Regions from separate parts of the Mus musculus genome. Here region 1 is linked to region 2. Evidence: chromatin contacts called from public promoter capture Hi-C data. All regions are on one chromosome and are shown on one strand. The core of a region is the stretch at or near the end of the contact, and the rest is flanking DNA. Distances in the headings are between cores, read along the strand shown.

Region 1 (6,616 bases), core at 2,981-5,480, 720 kb before region 2:
AAGCATGTCATCTATATTTTCAAGTGCCATTAAAGTCATACAAAGTCATATGCACCAGAAGCCACATCCAGATCCCAAGCCTGGGATGCTTTCTGTCTTGCCTTTCATAAGAAAAGTTTGTAAACAACCCTTTTGGAGACTAATTTCACTTTCATAATTTGTGCATTTTTTTTCCTTAAGCACCACAAACATGCAAAGGATCTTACAAAATTCTGAAGAAAACACAAAATAAGGGATCATTTGACTTCTTTAGGCTTTAGCATCACTGTGATTTGCACAAATCTCTTTAGGACTGGGGATGACTAGACAGGTCTTTAGGGATTTTCATGAAACTTGGGGCAAATCAAATAATAAAAATAGGACAATGATAAGAAGTTAGAAAAAGGCTAATTTCGCAGTGATACAGGAAGAGAACTAAACGCAGTTTGATCTTTTTTTAGTGGGATGAGCTCATTAGTAGGTGAGTGAGCATTCAAAAAACTCCTATTAGAGTCACTTGACACCTGCTATGTACCACAAATTATGCTCCACAAGCCCGAGCCATTGCTGAACTAGAACAAAGGGCTTGACAGAAACTTCCTTCATTTCAGAGGTAAGGCAGAGTTGTCAGTATAAACCAGCCTGAACACCCACACTACATTGAGATTATCCATTATATTCAAATAGCTTGTCTTCATCCCTTCATTTCTGTGGATCCTCAGGAGGTTTATATTTCTTCTACTTGCATTTCTTTCATTTTTCTGGTGCCACTCATTCCTGGCTTGCAGCTTAGTACCATGGTCACTACAATCATTTCCGTAGGGCAGCCACCCAAATACCATTTTCTTCAGTCTCCCTGAGTCCTTCTCTGGCAAACCTCCCATGCGTGGGCAATTTTTACCAGAGATTTGAAAGCATGGAGTGAAATTTCAGGGTAGCCAGAAGAGACAGTAGCACACCTTGAAATGTTAGTTAATACTGTGCTAATGAAGCTATTCTATAAGAAATCTCCTTTAAAGCTTCCAACTCTGCAAGAGCGTCACCCTTTTGTCTTTACCTTAGATTCTGCAGTCCTTATGCCTTCATCTCTTGACCCACTCCAATATAAGACTCTACTTCCCATTTAGCCAGCCTGCTTCCTGCCTGCCCTTGAATATTGAGAACTTGTCTAACATTTTGAGATTTCTTACCCAAAGAACCATTTACACATTTTCTTAAGCAATGGAGCAAACTACCTAGAGATAACCACTTTTCTAAGAGGCTTGCTTTTATTTTCCACTCCAGGAAGCAGCAGACTTCCCAGTTAAGCCAGGAGGCCTTTTCCTTTGCATCATTAGGGAAATGATTCATTCCCTGCCCATCCCAAGTGTAGGTCCAGGAAAGTACCTTGCCAGGCCTTCCAATTTGTTTGGATCCCTACCCTACCTACCCCACCCCAAGATGCATGCATCATTCTCCCTGTAGCACAGCCAGGAAACTTGATAGCAAATTTAAAGATACTATGTTTTTATTTTTTAACCAACATAAGAAGAAAATATTATCATTAGAAATGTCAAAGTCTCTCCCTACCCATCATATGTAAATTCTGCCCTGGCCACTATGAACATTTCTTTTAGAGATGAATTTGTGTTCTTTTTCCATGCCTTCATATTTTTAATTTGCCACATTATAGGACATTTCGTCAGATGAACCAAAGTCAATGAGAGAAGGAAACCCAAGTACTGGAGCCTGGAGCTGGGAAACTCTGAAAGGAAGCTTAGGTCTTCAGGTCCAAAACACAAAGGAAACCAGGCAAGATCAGAAACAGTGGAATCTGCTCCCTTTTTGCTTTTTTTTTTTTTTCCAGAATTTTGTCCCCAACTTTATCTGCTACAATTTTGGCACTCCTTGCTCTGAGATTTTGGAGACAAAGATCACTCAGGAAAGGAAAGCAGTAAAGGCAACTCAAACAAACAGGACCAAGGTGATGAAGCCAAAGGGATACAAGAGAGGCCTAGGCTCTTGCCTGCTCATCAGACAGGCAGGAGTGCTGGCCAAGATGAAGAAGTACATTTACAAAGGTTGTGAAGCCTGGTCTAGTCCTTCACTGGGGAGCCTTCAAATCACTGAATTACTTGGCAGTCCCCAAACTCTTACACCTCCCTCCTTACCATGTAGCAGGGAAACTATCTGATAAAAAGTATTTTCTATTTTCTTTTTCCCTTTTTACATGCAGTCCCAGGCAGGATATAGTTGTAGATCATCAGATTCAAAGAGCCCAAAGGAAGAAAGGGAATGTGAGTAGAAGCTGGAGGTAGTGTTGGAATAAGGGAAAAAGAGGTCTTGTGGAAGGAAACCCAGGCAAAGGGGTTCCTAGTTTCCTGAAAGACTTTTAGGTCAGCTGGAGCGTGTGTCCCCAGTCACAACCCAGATTCTGGCCACTGATCTCTCTTGCCCCTGAAAAAGTGACACTTGTGGCTGTCTAGAAGATGTTCACACTAGCTTCTCATGGGACAGAAGAGAACTATCTCTTCAGAGTGACTTTCCATTCTACACCAACTTTCCCAGTAATAACATCACGGTTGTCTACTGTGGGACATTTTAAATTACATAATTCATCAGTTTAATTTATTTTACAATTTATTCCAGGACAGAAAATAATAGTATTAACAAACAGAAGAATCTCAACACAAACCCTAGGAAGTTCTTGGAGAAAGTACAGAGCCTTGGCCGGCTTATGAAGTCTAGCTGGGTTGGGAATGGTGGCCCCTGCCCTGTCCTTTACCCTAAAGTTGAGACACTGATATCTTCAGCATATTTCCCCAAGGTTTGCAGAGGTTTTTTTGCTCTCTCCACCCTGCCCCATTCAGCCCAAGACAAGGCTGATACTGGCCAGCTGAGGAAATAAGAAAAGACAGCACTACACCCAGACTTGGGTCAGTGCTGAGCTGAGTGACCAAAAGAGTAAGTACAGAGCATCTGATGAGGACTCCAGCCCGTGGTCACCTACCCGTGCACAGTGTAGCATCATTCTGGGCATTTTTGTCCAAGCAAGTTTTACTCCATCAAAATGGACATGTCTAGCGCTGCCAATCAGGAGAACCCAGAACCTAATTCAACTTCTCCTCTGCCAGCTCTCTTTGGGATAGACCCAAAGGCAATGGAGCAGAAGACTGGGAGAAAAGAGGTCTTGTGGGTAGATCCAGGCTACTCTACATGTTGAGTGTCCTTTAAGATATACAATGAAGATTTAGGAGCCCCAAGGGTTAAAAGCAAAATGAGTAATTCACAACCCTGAAAACCTCAAAGGACATGAGTTGGGATGAAGAACAACACCCTCCAGTGCAATAAAGTTTGCTATAGACTGAGTGAATACTATTTTTTGCCAACCTAAGAGGGGAAGAACTTAAGAAGTAAGAGTATGCGTGGGCAGCAGGAGGTGTCTTGGCCTGTCCACTAGCTTTAGAATCTGAAGGGAAGCAGAGCAAGAAAATTCCAACTAGCAATGAATGTATGTTTGTGCACGGGGAAGACTGGTGAGCAGAAGGACTTGGTGTGTACACCAAACCACCTCCCTACTAGCATCTGCATGGTTTCTGCAGGGGCGACTCTAGCTTTCTAATCTGAAATTTAAAATTGTCCTTTTTTTCCTCTCTGCCTGTTCTTTATTCCAGACTCTTCCACTAATGTCCCTCAGTCCTCCTTAAAGGTCTCCTGGCCCTTACTGGAAATGGCTACCCTCATGAATTCTTTATGTCCAAGTCCTGGGAACAATGGGTGCCTGGACCCTTCTCTGGACCACTCTGGGTCCTTGCTTCCTCAATTAAGGAGAGTTACAGAACTTTTCCTTCCTTCTGTCTGCATTCTAGCCTCAACTTTGAGCTTTGCACCTCCAGCCACGCAGAGGAGCTGGCGTCCCCCAGCACTACCTGAGTAAGCTCACTTCTGCGTGCTGGAGCGCAGGATTCCCAGGTGAGGTTAGTGGCCGGCGTCTTCCCTCCTCCCGGCCCATAGCCTGGTCCCTTGGCCCTCAGCTGTTAATACTCACGCAGCAGACTCATCAGGCAGAGAGCTACCCAGCGCCATGGCAGCAGGAGCCCCGCGCGCGTGTCCCTGTGGACCTGCATTCTCCTGTACCGCTCCGGAGATGCGCTCGGTGCAGGAGGCGGCCCGGCGCGGGACGCGCTCCTCCGCCCTGCGCAGGGGTGGGGGATATTGGCTCTCCTCCCCTGCTCCCTGTCCGGAGTGGGTGGGGGATGCTGGCTTATCCCCTCCCTGTTGCGTCTTGGTGAGGCCAGCCCCTCTCGTAGTTCCTACTTCACTTTTAACCGTGTGTCATCTTGGCTGCCTCTCGGCAGGGTCAAATTTCTCCTTTCTGATTTCTTTATTTTCAAGTTTTAAGTGTGGCAGGAAGCCACTGTGTACGCCTGAGTTTACAGGAGTATGATCTTTCAGCTAAGCAGGAAACAACACAATTCCAAGACACCTTTAGAGATAGTCACGGTGGAATCTGTGCTGCATGTTAAAATTGAGCAGGACACAAACAGGACACTAATAGCCTTTTCACAGTCCAGACCATCTGCTATCCTACCATCTCTCTTTTATACTCATTTTCCAGCAAAATCAACAGAATTTGTATTAACTTTCCTGTGATCATCCATATTTCCTTAGCTAGTTGGGTCATAGCAATTGTCAATACCATAGAGATAATATAGATACTCCATAGTACATGGTTTTTCTCCAATGTTCCCTTTTCAATCCTAGATTTAAGTTTCCTGATTCTATGGGAGCTTTTCTTGCCCTCCCTTCAGACAAAAGATTTCTTAGATTCTTACCCTGCCCTACCTAACAGACCTTCTAGCACTCCTTGTGCTTCTCCACGCAATGGTGCTGCATGTTGATGCGCTGGATTGCAGGATTCTGACTCGTCACAGGTCAGAAGATCAAGGCAGGAGGAGAGAGAAGCAAGACAAGGCATATAGCAGCAGGTAGAAATTGAGATAAGGCACAGAAGGGTCTGTGATGATGACTGTAAATACTTAGCCCTAGTTTTCCCATAATGTCTGGTCACATAACCTAAAGGGAGAAAGAAAGATCAGACAAACGCCCTGGATAAATTTCTGTATTTATTTCTCTGAAGATCTACCTCCACGAAGAAAGTACATTTGTTTGTGTTGCCTACCCTGGGCCTAATATACCTTGGGGTTGAGAAGAAGAGTATCAGTCCTCAAATCTATACTCTTACCCTGTTTCATATCACACCATTAAAACAAGAAGCGGAGGTTTTCATCATAATAAAGGCAGAGGCTCATTGAATACAACGACATTAAGTGAGTTTGTGTCAAAGTACAGTTGGCATATTGTGATGGAGAACCTGGAGGTAGGGTCAGAAAGGATTGCAAAATGTACTTTTAAAATTAAATTCTGGTCCTTGGAATATGAACTAAGAAGGAAATATTACACCTAATTCTTCAGTTTCAAAAGTGGATTTTCTTCTGGTACCTACATTTTGCTCATACTTTTTATGGTAGGTAAATTGTTATATGTAAAAATGAGTTGGTTCATTTGAGTCTACCTTTACTTCCAGATGTTTTCTCTGTTAGTTTAATTAATTAAAGTGTTTTGAGACAGGATCTCACTCTATAGTCCCATCTGGTCTTGGACTCAAAAAAAAAAAATCCTATCCTAGCTTCCTGAATGGTGGGATCATAGGTATGTACCATTGTTTTAGGCTCTCTTCTGATTACTTTAAATATCTTTTGTCTTTTGGACCATGGGAAATGGGACTATAGGAAATATTTTGTACTTGAACTTCTTAACTAGCTTTGAAGTGGGGGAGGAGAGTGAAAGATATTGACTCTATGGAAAAGTTTCTGAAAGCAAAATCCATATAGAACCAGAATCAAGGCTGAGTGCCAAGAATCTTAACTTGTAATATGTGCTGTCTGTCATTTCTTTCAAGAGGTCATGAAAGAAAAAGAATACCTCCTAAGTACAAGCGTAAGGACAAAGCAGTGTTCAGCACCAGGGAAGGAAAGTAAATGTAGACATCTTAGTTGGGGGGGGGGCGGGGAGTTTAGAAATCCATCCCCCGAAGAAACCAAATCTGTACTTTTCTGTTCTGCAGAGCTATAATGCAACCAGAATATAAAGCATGATGGAAGACTGGCCCTCAGCACGCAGTCACTGAGACACATCACTCACAGCTCACACACCTTCTCTCAGCACATATACAAATCCACTTATTGCCTCAACCTTCTGACAACTCGCAGACCAGGTAGAATTGAGCAATCATTTCTCTTTTAGTCCTCCCAGTCTGCCCCTCAACATCCCTGCTTTCACACTCCATCTCCTAAGCTGATTCCAGAAGACACTAGCTATTATAGCTATACCACTCAAGGCAGAGAGTGTAAAAGAAACACATTAAGAGCTGCTCAGTGGGACCCTTTGTGAGGTCTTAAAGGTCATGGCCACACTTATCACTGAGTGTCCTGTACATTCCCCATCCTCTGCAAAACACACTTCCTATCAGATAAAAATAGACTGTGAAATACAATGCCTTTGATGTGAAAAACAGTAAATATCTTAGTTCCCTTTAACAAAATATCCGAGGCTTGATACTTTATAAAGAATAGAGAATGCCAGAAGCAGGACGACT
Region 2 (7,464 bases), core at 3,570-6,069:
GTCTAGGTGAGGGGTCAGCCTCTTACCTTTAGTAATATCCTACTTTTCTGCCACCAAAAAAATCCCTGCAGATCCACACACCTCACATACCTAAATTATTGCTGTGGTGTCTTTATCAATAAGTAATTTTAAAAAGAGAACCCTGGGCATCTCTTGGTAGCAATCAGCAGAAAAACTGTTCCGTGAATTGAGTGGAAGGAGGCTTCCTTTGATGGGTATCAGATATGTTTTTAGTTTGTGTGGTGGGGGGAGAGTTGTAAAAGGAGGTAACCAGTAAAGAATGGTGAAAACTCAACCCCATTTCATTAAATCCTCATGAATATGCAAAAGAGGACTAATTGCCCTCTTCAAAAACTAATCATTCTGAATTTTACAAGTTGAATTATAAAAACCTGACACACTTATTTTTCTCTTTTATTATATTTGTAAGCATTACTCCTTTCTGCAAAGGAAATCAAATCCTATTTCTGTCAGCTGCTCTGGTTCCCCCTCCCCCTTTCTGCTGCGACCTGCTTCTCCCCTTCCTCTGCCTAGCACTGCTGCAGCCTGGCCATGTGTATTAATTGCCCTGTGAGAGGCGCTTGCAGTCATTAGAATTCCCCGTTCAGAACTATTATCTTGTGCCATTGTGCCTTTGCATTATATTTATTTAAATGTGCCTCTTCTGAATTAGCTCATTTTTAACAGCTAGCCATGCCTGAAATATCGTCCCATCCAAGCTGTTCCCATATCATTTTTCTTTCCTTGGTGGAAGAGAAGTCTGCATCCAGCCTTCCATTCCAACAGGGCAGCTTTGTTAGGAGCCAGAAGCTGCTTTGTGTGGCAGCTTCCTGGAAAGAACTCTCTGCTCAGACCCTGTATGTAGGAAGATAGCCTCCAGAACATACTAGACTCTCACTAGAGGAGTGTCTTCTCAGGGACGGGCTGCAGGTTTCCTACCATGTGATTTTCATTGAGGAAAGAAGATGTCTACACAAGTTTCTAGTCGTTTCTTGAACTTTTGCATTAGAGATTCCCAAGTTGATGCCAAATTCTTACTGGCAGATACTCAGGAGCCATCAGCTGTCTCCAGAGTCACCCCGACTCAGGGCAGTGTAATGAATTAAATGGTCACACAAGTTTTCTCTCAGGCCTCCACTTCCCAGGGCTGCTAAGAAAGTTCTGGCTGGAATGGGAATTTCTGTTTCTGTACTAAGTCTAAACTGACAGGCCTCCATATCAAACTGGTTTTTTGTTTTGTTTTCTTTTGTTTTTTTTCCTGTTTTTCCTTGTCTACCTCATGTGCCCATCTTCCCATTCAGAACAGACAACATAGTTTAAAGCTGAGCAGAGACTATATTCTTTTGTTGTTGGTGGTGGTGGCAGTGTTTTATTAATAATTAATTAATTTTACATCCCAACTGCAGTTTCTCCCCCCTCTTTTTCTCCCATTCCTTCCTCTTTTCACCTTGCCTCCCATCCCCCATTCTACTCTTCCTCCTCCTTTGACTTCATTATTCTTACAACTCCAGACTTCAGAGAGATTTTTCTCTGGACCATTGCTGCCCAGCTCATAGGATCTCTATGTCTCATTTGCATAAAGGCACACAGCCAAAGACACAGCATACCCCCCCTCCTGTAAGTGGGGGCTTGTGGTCGTCTCATCATGCCCTCATTATTCCTTTTATCTTGTGAGGAAACTGGAATAAAAGGCCTTAAGCAAGGTTAATAATCTAGTGAGTAGTGAAGAATGAATTTGTGCACAGGTTCATATTAGATTTATTTTCTTCCCACAACACCAAGCTGGCAGCATTGGAAATAAAGTCGATATGTTGGCATGAATATTTGGCAGAGAACATCAGGAAAGGCATTATGGACAGGGTGGGCCAGATGTTTGATTTAAAGCTGAAGAGAAGTGCTTTGTGATATGGGGAGAAAGATAAACACATTTGTCTCTGTAAAAATAGTAAGTTCAGACGCCAGCATGCTTGGGGGGGGGGGGGTCTTGCAAGTTTTATAAGATGTATTGAAGAACAGCTTTTGGGAACTATCATGAAAGTCCCCCAAGCACAAAAATATTTACCCAGAATGTCTGGTTCATAACCAACCCTTTAACAAGGTTTGTGAATGAACATGAGATCTTGCTGCCCATGTTCATAGAGGCATACATGCTTCTACAACTTGCACACATGAGTGTGGGGTCTCCAGATCTGGGGTCTAGCACCAACACAGTGCTATCATCTTGGCTGGCTCTGAACACATCTTCTCAACGTGCTGTGTGAAGACTGACAGGGGAAGGAGCTCCCTGGTTCCTCTGAGTGTCGAAGATCAAGAGGAGGGAGACCAGCATAAGATGAAAATCTTCTGGCTTTTCATTTCCCTCAAGAACAGACTGGGGAACAGTGTGTTCCCCCACAGTGGAGGTTACCAGACTTCCTAAATTCTGAGTAGAAAAGGGGGTATCTTTGTGAACTGAAACAGACTGCAATTCATTCATGAGGAAAGAACTCAACATATTGCCTGATAGGGATCTGGGGTAGGAATGAGCCCAGAAATGCTTCTCTGTTGTCTTCCTTGGGTAAAGAGCAGGCTGAGGCATAGGCATGAGCTTGAGAAGATGCAGCACATGTGACCTGTTCGGCTCATCCCTCAGTGCAGCACCAGGAGCAGTCTAGTCCCCTCTTTCTCTGACCCCCTCCCAATTCTTAGAGGCAGTACCACAGAGCTTACATCCTGCTTGATTTCCTATCTAGGACTCATCTGGCACCAGAGGCAGCCTATATTGGAGGAAGGGAAATCTCTTTCCAACCTCCATGTATAAAAGCTCTGAATATGATTTCAGAGAACTCAGTAGAGAGGATGTCTGTGTAGAAAGACTCCTATTCCTGTCTGTCTTCAATCAAAGAAACCAATTTTTACAGCCCCCCTAAATATGGATATAGCTTTTTCCTTTATAAATACATATTTTTTATTTATCAAGCAAATATCTGAAAAAAAAACATCCCCAATTGCTATTGCAGCCTACAAGTCCAGGCCTCCAATGGCAATATCTCCCTTTCTAAACTCAATCCCACAGGATTGCAACTCAGCCTAAGATTACCCTGGGATGATACAGGTTGCTGAGAGCACTGTCCTCCAGCATCTACCTGAGAGGATGAAATGAAGTAGATGATAGGTAGATTGGAGTATGTTTCATGATTGTGGGGGTAGGGGGGAGGTGGCTCAGTCACTAAACACTTAGACCTTACCCTGACTGTGCAGGCCTATAATCCTAGGGCTGGGTTGGCAAAGACAAGGACATTCCTGATACTTGCTAGGCAACCAGGCTAGCCAAATCAATGAGCTCCAGATTCTGTGAAAAAACCATTCCTCAAAATACAAGGTGAACAGCCCCTGAGCTTTAAAGACACAGGGCGTTGACCTTGGCCTCCACACATATGCATAGACATGTGGATCACACACCCTCCCCATGGACACACACAAACATGCTTAAATGTATGCTCACAAGAGTAGGTCAGAGGATTTCAGACACAGAGCTTTCAACCTCTGTGAGAAACTAGAGTCTCTAATGGTTGCTGAGTAAGTAAATAGTGGATCCCCCCCTCCCCTACTTTCAAACACTCTTTTCATTCAGCTGTCTGATGGCCCTATTGGCTAATTCATTTCCTTCCCCAAAGACTGCTGAATATTTAAAGCAGGAACTTTAGATGTGCCCAGTGACTTCACATCGCCGTTATATCTGGCTTAATTTCTTCTTACAAGTCCTGTTCTGATACCCTCTCCTCTCCTGTATTCCCAGGTGCCTCATCAACCCAGCTGCTGGACTCAGCCCCTCCTCTCCATAGTTGGCTCATGGCAATTCTTTCTGAGACCTTCACACAGACCCTTTGATTTGTCCATTGACAGAGAATTTTGGAGATAAATTTTCAGGTAGAATAAACTTGCTCATAACTCAAAGCTATTTATGTAAATTCAGCTCCAAACACTGGCCTGATTTTCCAGCAAAAACTCAGATGTAGGATGGACTAGATACGTCTCTTTTAAGTCTCTAAATGCCCACATATTTTCCTGAGGTCAGCAAATGGTTGACTTGAAGGGGAGATATTGTGATTTGTGCTCAAGAAACTTAAGTTATGAGTGATCATAGCTTCATCTTTAAAACGGAAATAATGATTACATCAACTTTCATGGGGCTGGTGTGAGAATTAAAATGTGGTACTATTTGTAACTGTTTTTTTACAACACTATAAGCATAAGACATATTGTTCGTGCTGGTTGGAGGCAGATGTCTTGACAGGAAATCTCTGGAGGTCGCTCTCAGTGTAAACATCCCATGATTCTCTGCCTCAGACAGGGAGATGAACTGCTGCAGCTGCTGCCCTTAGCAACGGGCCAGCTGAGCGGCAGGCTGCACTTCACAATGGCGGCCGCTAGATGGCACGTCCCTTGAAAAACTTCTGCTGCCACAGAACATCTGGATTCTTACAGAGGAAGCTTCTCAAAGGGCATGTAGTTAATGTGGAAGAAACCTGGAGTCCCATCTCCACGGCGACAGAAGCCCTATTCAAGGATCAGAAGTACTCTGAAATACACATAAAAACGAGGGACACCACCCTTTCTTGCTTATTGGTACATTGACATTTTCTTCGTTCCGCTGTAGGGCTCAGAGATGCACTGGTACCCCATGAGGCATCTGGAAAAAGGCAACTAACTTGTTTATCTGAATTCCTCAAAAGGAGAGCAGCGTGATGAAAAATGAATGCCACCAATTATTACACAACAATGTAAGTGTCTAATTCCTCAGCCAGTAACCTCTCTTTAGCACTCCAGCAGTGCTTCAGCCGGCCATGTAAGGAGCTACCCTCAGTCTACCCTCAGGGAGATTCCCATATCAACTATGGCATCTTGGGCAGTCACATCCTGTATGCTCATAGGATCTGCATCACAGAGGTACATGGAGTCATCAGATACACAGGATGAGAACTACCTGTGAGGGCTTTTGTTAGGACCTTCCAGTCAGTCCATTTATTTGTTCTATTTCACTTGATCTTCAGTTGCACTTCCTGCACTCTCAAGTGCAGGAACCCTAAGGTGGCATTTTTCGCAGAGAGAACAACTGTGATAAAAGTCCATCTGTGACCTAAGAGAAGCACCGAGAACAGCAAGGAGGGTATGCTGTGCCTAACATATGCATGTGTCTTATATCTAAGAGTCCTGTCATCCTAGAAAGCCTTTGGACCTGATCTGTTAGAATTTCTAGGTGGAAGCCAAGTCTGTTCAACCTATTTCCTTCTCTAACTTAAGGTTCCCTATTTGGTTTTAACTCAGTAAATATAACTGCCACTTTTCTAACATTGATTAGTGGGAGGAAATGATCTAGATAAACTCCTGGAAAACTTGTGTTTAGTATGTCATACTTTTAAGATTTAGCTATGTAAATGTGTATGCTGGATATAGATGTATATGCATATGTATATGACGTATATGTATATGTATATGATGTATATGCATATGATGTATATGTGTATGTGTATGTGTATATGTATATGATGTATATGTATATGCATATGTATATGATGTATATGTATGTTGTATATATGTATGTGATGTATATATATATATGCATATGTTTATGATGTATATGTATATGTGTAGACACATACATACATGTGCTCATGGAGACAGTCACTGCACGTCTGTGGCCAGAATTACAGGCAGTATGAGCTGCCAAATGTGGGTCCTGGGAAATTAACACAGACTCTTTGCAAAAGGAGCAAGAACTCTGAGTCATCTCTCCAGTCCTATCTAGTATTCTATTAAAAATAATGATAATAATGAACAATACCTCTTAATTAGCAAGAGGAAAGTGAAATAAGAATAGATTTTCCATTTTCTTTGTTAAGTTTTTCAGAAACTGAAAATATGTGGGGTGGCAATATGAACAGCACTGGACAAAGATTTGTTTAATGAGCTTGGTTCTAACCATAAGCTTTGTATTAAAGAGGTCTTGGAAAGAGTTACTATCATTTTCATCCAAGTCAGAAATAAGAAATAGAAACTAAGAAAATAGATGTAACTTACCATATTCTCTGAACAGCAGTGAACAGTGCCTGTTTCTAAAACTTTCCTAAAGCCAGACTCTCTGGAAACATTGTGTAATTTCTTTTGGGAACTCACAAGTGGGACTATATACGTTTTGTGACCTTTTATAAATTATTACTTTTCTTAAAAACAACAACAAAAAAGGCAGGTAAAAAAGTCTCCTCAAGTCCTGTCTCAAACCAAGAGTTGAGAAGACCAAAGCTTCTTGTGCAACTATCGAGAAGTTCCCTATAAGGACTTGACCTCTAAGACTGGACGCTAGGTGGGAAAGAGATTATTACAGCCTCAGGGGGTTCCTGTGCTAGGGTTATGTCTGCATTAGTGTTTTATCTATGACTGACAGAGGAGAGAGAAATATGGAGACACACATAAGGAAAGTTACTTAGAGAAGAGTAAGGTTGGAAGTGGCTATAAATGGAGTCTAGAGTGGGATCATTTTCCCTCTACTAGGCTTGTGTTTGCTTTACAGACTTTCAGGGAACACAAATTTGGGTTATCTACTCTTCTCAGTGATGGGGACCCTGCTCACGATCTAGAGCTAGGTGTGAATGACCACCATTGCTGTCAAGCAAACTTGTACCTGTCCCTTTGTTCTTTCTCACCAAGATGGACGAGAGTCCTCTGAGGGACTTAAGAGAATTTCCCAGGTGTCAAAATGCAAAATCTGAGTTGAGTTCACCTCTTTTAACTATTTCAAATATATGAAAATAATTCCCATAATTCACATGCATTCTATTTTTATTTTTCCCTTTTTATTCTAGCCCTTTGTAGAATTAACCCTATAAAACCCAAAAATGCACAAATGGGTTTAAAAATTCTAAGATCCTCTGATTAGCTTGTACATACGGGAATAATTGTTGTTCATGGCTGGATTTCTTCAGAAAGCTGAAAGCTTGGTTTGAACAGAGACCTAATAGGAGCTGGATTTGAATGTGTCTGTTTTACAAATGAGAAGGCAAGGTTTCTGATCGTGTAAGTAATGGCCCCAGTGTAGGATCTCATGTTACCTCATCCAGAAGAGAAACCCCACAAATTTGCCTGGGTTGATGAAGGTGCAAAGAGAAGGAAGAGATTTCTGGGGAAGGAGGCAGCAGCGACTCTGTATATTCAATTTTAGGTAGCCACAGCTTTACCTAGAGATTTTTACAGTAGGTGGCTTGGATTCACCTGTTTCACTGCCCAGGGGATTTCTCTTTTATCCAGAACTGCAAAATCCCATGAGAGTCTGTAGACATACACTGTCTTTATAGCCACTTGAAGAAAATATTTTCACAACCTCCAGGGTGAAGGTTGTTTTCACTTCTCTCAACTTATAACATTTGACACTAATCTTAAAAGCTCACTCAATATATAGTCACCCTCCTACATCTGACCAACAGTGAC

The links. Promoter capture Hi-C pulls out the DNA fragments that hold promoters and counts their contacts.
Region 1: a contact with region 2 is called in a promoter capture Hi-C map of hippocampal neurons, with 3 times the contacts expected there. The contact joins the promoter of Cd34 here to the promoter of 4930503O07Rik in region 2. A contact is called at or near these places in 3 of 39 promoter capture datasets (hippocampal neurons, liver and stem cell-derived epiblast-like cells) and 1 of 484 Hi-C or Micro-C datasets (cortical neurons).

Annotation. Positions count from the first base shown.
Region 1 is chr1:194,936,435-194,943,050 of GRCm38.p6, reverse strand. It overlaps Cd34 (CD34 antigen), which reads right to left and starts at 4,230. Exons shown (of 8, transcript NM_133654.3): 1 at 4,007-4,230. The coding sequence starts at 4,085.
Region 2 is chr1:194,220,114-194,227,577 of GRCm38.p6, reverse strand. It overlaps 4930503O07Rik (RIKEN cDNA 4930503O07 gene), which reads left to right and starts at 4,819. Exons shown (of 3, transcript NR_040477.1): 1 at 4,819-5,149.